2 separate regions of the Rattus norvegicus genome follow, and region 2 is linked to region 1. The links are chromatin contacts, called in public Hi-C maps. All regions are on one chromosome and are shown on one strand. Each heading gives the region's core, a stretch centred on a gene start, on an enhancer-like site or on the middle of the called end of the contact. The rest is flanking DNA. Distances are from core to core; before and after follow the strand shown.

Region 1 (3,770 bases), core at 731-3,230:
TCCATGACACTGCGTGCATGCCCTTTCATGTTGGGCAAGGCATTGTGCAACTGTTTGCTCCTGTTCTCCCCTGATGGGCTGCAAGTGGCTCCCGACTACTCCTGGTCAACCTCATCCCTCCCTGCAGAGCACCTCTCAGTCCCTACCTAGCACAGAAAGGGGTTGAAAAACTCCAGGACAACACAAACTCTTTGCAGCTCTCTGCTGGCAAGAGCCAAGCAGTTCATCGCTGAGGTCTAGACATGATCGGATGCCTCTTTGGTTTTGAAACGCATTTTGTGAACTAATATAATTTATAGGGCTCTGATATTAAAGCCCTAAGAAAGAAATGCACCTAGGGTTTTTGCATTCATGTGTCATTCATTCTATATTGTTCCTGAAAGGAGCCTTCTGGGGGGAGGTGGAAAAGTGTGTGCAGGCATCATACATGATAATGTATGTGCATATACATGTGTGTGCACATTCATGTGTGTGTGCATGTGTATGGGGGGTCAGAGATTAGACTCAAGTATAGGCTTAGGAATGGGGCACATTGTATTTTACTTATGTTTGCATTTGTGTGTATATGTCTGTATCAGCGTGAGGGTACAAATGTGGGGGGGAACACATTCATAAGTGTGTATGTGTTAGTGTGTATGTGTGTGTCTGTGTGTGTGTGTGTGTGTGTGTGTGTGTGTGAGCCAGGGGCTAATGTCATGTGTTATCTTCAATTACTCCGCACCTTGCACACTGATCCAGGTTTCTCACTGTAACCCAGAGCTCACCAGCGTGTGTGCTTTGGCCAGCCAGCCTGTGCAGGGACACCCTGCCTCTTCCTCATTTACACTAGTATCATAGGCAGGTCACCACCCCACCCAGCTCTTACTGGGTTCTTAACTTTTGATTCTCACTCTTGCATAGCAAGTTCTCTACCAGCTAAGAAATCTCCCCAGCCATCGTTTTTTGTTTTTGTTTTTATTTTTGAGACTGAGTCTCTCACTGGGACTTAGAGATCCTCAAATAGGCTATATTGGCTGCTGAGTAGGGCCTGGGAATTTGCCTGTTCCTATGTCTTCAACCTGGGTGTGCAAGTGTGCGGCCACACTGGGTTTTCAACAGGGACGTTTAACTCACATCCTAATTCACATTTGCATGGTAAGTACTTTACCAAGTGGGCTATCTCTTAGCTCCCAAACAAATACTTTTTATTAGCATCTTTTCTTGCTCCCGGAGCTGATGCATATGCAAACAGATAGGAATGTATGCTTCCTTCCCTCTGGGCCCTCTGCTAAAGTTAGATCCTTCTGCTCCCCGTGTGCTTTTACACTCTCAGCGAGCATCATCATCTACCAACCCTCGCATGTCAGAAAAGGGAGCACCCTCGTTCCCCTTCCCCAATGGCACTGCACCCCACTGTGCGGGGATATGTCATTGCCCCTTGTGACACATCCACTCATCATTACCACAGACAATGCTGCTGATATCATATTCAGGGAAATGAAGCTAAAATATGCCCCCAAAATGAAATCTCTGTCTAAAAGGGTGCATACATTTGTCACTGAGTAGCTATTGTGACTTGGCATTCTTAAACTCTGAAAAGAACCCCCAGTGTGAAGAAGGGTACCTTCCAGGAGTCTCTTCTTGTAAAAGGCAATCTTTTCTAAGGAAATAAACCAGGAAGATATTTGGGACAAGTTAGCTCATTGTCATTGGACTGTTCTGTCACCTTGGCTGTGACTTAGGGAGGGACCAGGGAGAAATCATTGAAGCTTAGCCCTTTCTTACAAACGCAAGGCATTTCAGCCCAGTGACTGCCTGGCATTTACCAAAAGGCCATTTCTGCTTCGGGTCTGCAGCTGACAAGCTTTGCACGGAGTTAGAGACAAAATGACAAATTTCTCACATTGGAGACACTTTTCTGGAAGCAGGAGACTGGCTTCACACTCTCTCGGCTGAGAGAGCTTTGAAAACATTGCAGCAGATTAAACTGTGGGACCATCTGTGGCTCCATCCCTATGGAGGAGGGGACAGGCAGAAATAGTCTCTCTGGACCTCAGCAAATAGACCAAAGCTGGGCCTGGAAGCAGGACACCAGAGTCCTTCTGTGCCAACCAGATCTCTGTCTCTGGGATTAAAGTTCCCATCACCACTCCAAGCAAGCGCCTGAACTGACTGGTCCTTGATCCCACAAAGGCTAGGAACAGGCTTAGGAACCTGTTCAAATCCACACAGGTCAGAACCACCAAGGATCAGAAAGAGGTCAATACTTCGATCTGCTACGAAGCAGCTACAGGGCCCACCAGTCCCTGCCAAAGTCACCAAGGTGCCTACCACTCATGGACCAAGGCACACAGGGCCGCTGCTGGTCCAGAGAGAAGACTAAGTACATTAACATAGCGGTAAAAGGGTGACCCTTCCATTGGGCTTCAGATGGTACCAGAACATGTGTATTAAAGAGACAATTTTGAGGCAGAGTTATGAAGAAAGGAATGCTTGTTTTCATGGTCCCTCAATGCTTTATTCACGTTTCTCACTTTCCAACAACCCACTGTCCTTCCCTCTGGACCGTGGCCATCAGCTGCCACCAGATCAACACATCCTTCATTGATTTTCATCCCAAACACAGTGGCAGCAGTGATCCTTTTCCAGTGAGGCAGACCTGTGGCCACTCTCATCAAAATCTTTCCCTGGTTCCCCTCGATGACAAACAACTGGATTCTTCTCCTGCCTCCATTCTGCCACCTCAGGCTTCTCAGCTGTTCCCAGATTGTCAGAATCTTGCCTCTGGCCTTACATGTGCTGAGCTCCCTGTCTGGAAGACTTCCCATCCTTAAGACCACATGGCTCACAGTCTCCGGGAGTTTCTCTCGCTGAGCTCTTGTCTAACCATCCTGTCCTAAGAAGCACTTAACATTCTTTCCATTGGAATGTTCACCTCTCTCCTGGTAGTTCCTCACATCCATCTGTATGTGTATTATACATATATGTGATACACACACACACACACACACACACACTCACACGCACACACACACACACACACACACACACACACAATTTACTTTGCTCCCTAAGTTCTTCATCATGTTCCCATATCACACACTAATGCAGTGCCCAGGACATTGAAGGCTCCAGAGATTTGTTCAATAAGTGACCACAGGAATGCAGGGATTTAGTCCCACAAGAGACTTGACCTGCCTGCTTATCAAAGAAGTCAGCTGGAAATCCATGCACATGAAGATACTGTCCCCACCGGTCCCACGGGCAGCAGAAATAGTGGATAATCCTTGCCGCATTTGGGAGAAGAAAGGCTAGTGTTTCACAGAGACAGCTCTCTAAGGTGGACATGTTATGACTGTCTGAGGGACAGCATTTTGGTTAGCATTTTCTTCAATGTACTCCTCCCTTATATACCAGGCTCAAGTGGGTAAGAGATGAACATATGGGCTGTGTGTGCTTAAATATAGATGATGTGGAATGTCTAAGACACAGAGATCACAGTATCAAATGCCTGCAGGTAGACTCATCCCTCCGTGTCAGCCAAGTACGACCAAAGCGCCTGGCCTTCTGCAGCCTGGGTGGTGAGCAGACAGCGTGATGAGGCTTTGTGCGTCATATGTAAGCTGTGCTTACGTATTGGTTTCTATGTGACAGGAAGATCACAGGACACTGACGTTCATATACACAGACACAGATATGTATGCATGTGGTCTTACACACACACACACACACACACACACACCCGGAATGGAGTATGGAATAAGAGAACACTGAAAACACCAAACCACAGA
Region 2 (3,770 bases), core at 794-3,293, 81 kb after region 1:
CAACTGTTAGAACTCAAGTGACAGAAACTTACGTAGGACTTTCCTAAAATGAGGATCAGAATTCTCCAACTTCTCAGTGCTTTGGGGTCTGTACTCTCCCAGCAAGAGGAAGGTGGGCATGACCACTGTTTGGTCACGGGCTGGAGAAATAGCTCCCTCAGTAAATGGCTTAGCACACAAGTACAAGAGCCAAGAGCCTGAATTAAGTCCCCAGAACAGATGTTTAACAAACAGAACAAAACAAACAAAAACTGCAGTAGCCATGTTTATAATCACAGCAGTGGTAAAGAGGAGACAACAGGATACCTTGTGTTCACCGGGTAACCAAGTCTAGCCTACTTGGGGAGCTCCAAACCTGAGAGACGGACCCTAGCGCATAAAACAAGATGGATACCCGTTCTTGCCCCCCTCATATCTGAACACAGCACACACCTGACACACATCCAGCACAGGTAGCCAGCTGCCTGTAGCCTTCCTTCTTTATAGAATCCACTCTGGAATGAGTCAGTTAAATGGTGAATGTCAGATTGCACCGATGATTTGCATAATGTTCTGTCTCTCCTAAACTGGGTCCAACCTCTCCACAGGCAGATGGCTCACACTGAAGAAGCGTTTTCAGGCTCAGATTTCCCTTGCTAAACGCAATGAGTGGCAGATTCAAAGCCACTGAATTTGGTAGAAATCATCAGGGCTGTGTCCGCCGCATGTGAGAGCAGCCATTTTGTTTAGGATACTCTCAGGAGATTCCTGCGTTTAGAAAAGCTGGAACCCAAGGGGGTTGGGGATTTAGCTCAGTTGGTAGAGCGCTTGCCTAGGAAGCGCAAGGCGCAAGGCCCTGGGTTCGGTCCCCAGCTCCGAAAAAAAAAAAAAAGAACCAAAAAAAAAAAAAGAAAAGCTGGAACCCAAACAACACTGGACGGGGTAACAGACAACGAAGGAACTGGGGACAGAGACATAAGAAACACTAATCATAGCTCTTGCATGTAGGCCATGAGCCCTGAACTGGTCTTTCTCAGGTTGAACTTAGCACTGTGTAGAAAGGAACTTCCAAGGCTAAGGAAGGGTCTCCTAGTCTGAAGAGTCCATGATCCCATTTCTTGACTCTAACTTTGTTTTGATTAAATTGTCTGGACCTCCTTCCAGAGTCATCATGAGCCTTGTGTGAGTGCTTGCGCGCGCACACACACACACACACACACACACACACACACACACACACACACACACCACTTCTGGTCACTACAGAGTGTTCAGTGCTGTTTCCAGCTTCACCCCCAGGTCACAAAGGATGCTGAGGGATGTGTGTCTGCAGAAGAGAAGAGAAGGCCCTGGGAGACAGACACAGAGAAAGGATCAGGCTCTATCTAGACTCCACAATGAGGCTAAAATTTCATACAACATTAAACCATGAGCATCGTGGAAACTTCCAAAGAGCCTGTCACCCTCTGTGTCCCCTTCTTCACCAGTGTGCCACCACCAAGACAAAGACGCGAGCTTCACTCCCTTATTTGATCTTTCCATTTCCTTCCTAGTATAGGTGGACATTGTTTTAATAGCAAGCTCTGCCCTGTCACGTGTCTGTCTCCTCATTTCTTTGCCTTCCAGACACCGACCTTTGCTGGAAAAACAGCAGACTTCATCTAAGCCCTTTTTTCTCTGACTTGCTGGGTGCAAATGAATGTCAAGCTTCTTCCTGTCTGCCATGAGCCCTGGCCACCGTGCAGCCTGAACCTGACCTGTGAAATCCTTTAGTTCGTTTGGCATCTCTGGTGACTCTCTGAGGGGCAGTGGGGACTCCATCACTCTCTTCTATTCCACGGGAATAAAAATTCAGGACCAACCCAGATTGCCTTCCAGATGGGGACGAGATAAAAGGGTTTGAATGCAGTCACATGGCTAAATTAAGAAGCAGATAGAAATAGAACAAAATGGAACTGGGCCTGGGAGTTTGGGAGAGAAAATACTCTTTGTGGGCGAGCCAGGGCTCAGTGATGCAGGCCTGTGCTGCCGGAGATCTAATTTGCAATGCCACAAAGAATTCTCTGGTTCAGATTTCCTTTGCTCCTCACTTTCTGTTCCCAGCCAGAAGCCACTGAAGCTGGCTAAGAGCCCAGACTGGGCCGTTCGATCTCAAGAAGAGAGGGACCTCTAGTGTCGAGACACTTTTCTGCCGTCCACTGCCGCTGTTCACTCCCAGATTTATCTCTGACTCTGTGAATGTTATAATATTCATTTTAATATTTGAAGGATAATATTCATCTAATTGTTAAAAGTAGCAAGTGGGATTTTTTTCCCTTCCTGGATAACTAGGAAAATTGAGAATGAGTTAAGTATAACCAAACATACTAATTTAAAGAAGACTTGGGCAAAGTGTCACATGATTAGAGGTATTATTCAGCACCTATAAGGTGCTCAGTAGTTAAGAGCAACTGCTGCCCTTCCAGAGAGGACCCGGGTTCAGTTCTGAGCACCCCCATCAAGAGACTCACAACCATCTGTAACTCCAGCTTCACCGGATCCAACACCATCTTCTAGACCCAGCCATCACCAGGCACGCATATGGTACCCATACGTGTATGCAGGCAAATGCTCAAATGTATGAAATAAAAATAATAGATGTTTTTAAAAGCATCCATTAAGCCTTTGGCCTTAGCATAGGGACTAAAAACCATTTCAGTAAGTCTGGAACACGAAGATATAATCAAAATACCAGTTCTCAGTAGGTTCCTGGAAAACCCTGCCTGGTCCTGCTCTCTGTTGGGCTGGATGTGGGCTTGCTGTCATCACGGCTAGGAAAAGTAAACAAAGACAGGTACAGCAGTTCCTCCTTCCTGGTGATGATTCTTGGTTGTCGATTCATTCAAATTCTTTGCAAAGTATCTTCTGTTACCAGGTCCGGCCAGATGCATCTGACCCAAAGATTAACAAAGGAGGGGGAAGTGGTATCATTCTGGCTCTGAGGTCACTGTTGGCTTTCCGTCATTATCACAAATATCTGAGGTGATCTATTTATGAAGAGGAAAGGAAAGATCTATTTACAAAGATATATTTAGGTTTGGGGTTTGGACTGGGCTATTCTATTGCTGCCGGCTCATGCAGGGAGCCCATGGAAGAACAGAGCTATCTACTTATGGTGCAGAGGCAGAAGGAAGAGGAAGGAGCTGAGGTCTCACCTACTGTCTGTCCCCTTTGAAGAGGCCTGAGCAACTGCCACTAGAGGCTGGCTTCTGGTGCACACATGTAATCCCAGCACTTGAAGAGAACAGAGACCTGCTCTGCGTTCAAGGCCAGCCTGGGCTACCTATCAAGTATTAAGTGGTCTGAGCAAAATACTTTCCATTAGGCCCTTCTTCCTAAAGGTTCAACTACCACCCCATAGTGCCACACAGGGGAGCCACGCCTCCACCATATGGACCTGTTAAAGTCTAGTATAACTGCAGGTTCTACTAGCTACCAAGGGTTCGAACCAAGACGTGGTTTGAATTCATGAGACCCCCCCCCCCCGTTTGGAAAGTGAAATCCTTAATTTTCATTGCTAATTGGATCTGGTTTAGAATTACCTAGGAGAGACACCTTTGGGCATGTCTGTGAAGGTGTTTCCAGAAAGGTTTAAGGGTTGAAGAAGAATGAGGTTGGATATGGGCATCATTATCAAATGGGTATGCATCCTAGACAGTATAAAAAAGGAAGAACAAAGAAATGTCTGCTAGTAAGCAGAACACCAGATTCATCTCTCTGCTTCTTGGCCATGGACACAATGTAACCATTGT

The links. A called contact is a pair of places that touch in the nucleus more often than the background predicts.
Region 2: a contact with region 1 is called in a Hi-C map of prefrontal cortex, with 2.2 times the contacts expected there. The contact joins two enhancer-like sites. A contact is called at or near these places in 10 of 12 Hi-C or Micro-C datasets (the A7r5 cell line, the Rat2 cell line, Schwann cells and 5 more) and 1 of 1 datasets of contacts at active chromatin or transcription factors (oligodendrocytes).

Annotation. Positions count from the first base shown.
Region 1 is chr17:79,269,596-79,273,365 of GRCr8, forward strand. No RefSeq gene overlaps it. Among named protein-coding and RNA genes, the nearest start is that of Fam107b, 180 kb to the right of the region's middle. Within about 2 kb of position 1,981, at least 8 of the 93 cell types and tissues checked have an H3K27ac peak or open chromatin away from gene starts, as enhancers often do. A contact at or near this core is called in prefrontal cortex, where this site is marked.
Region 2 is chr17:79,350,823-79,354,592 of GRCr8, forward strand. No RefSeq gene overlaps it. Among named protein-coding and RNA genes, the nearest start is that of Fam107b, 97 kb to the right of the region's middle. Within about 2 kb of position 2,044, at least 46 of the 93 cell types and tissues checked have an H3K27ac peak or open chromatin away from gene starts, as enhancers often do. A contact at or near this core is called in prefrontal cortex, where this site is marked.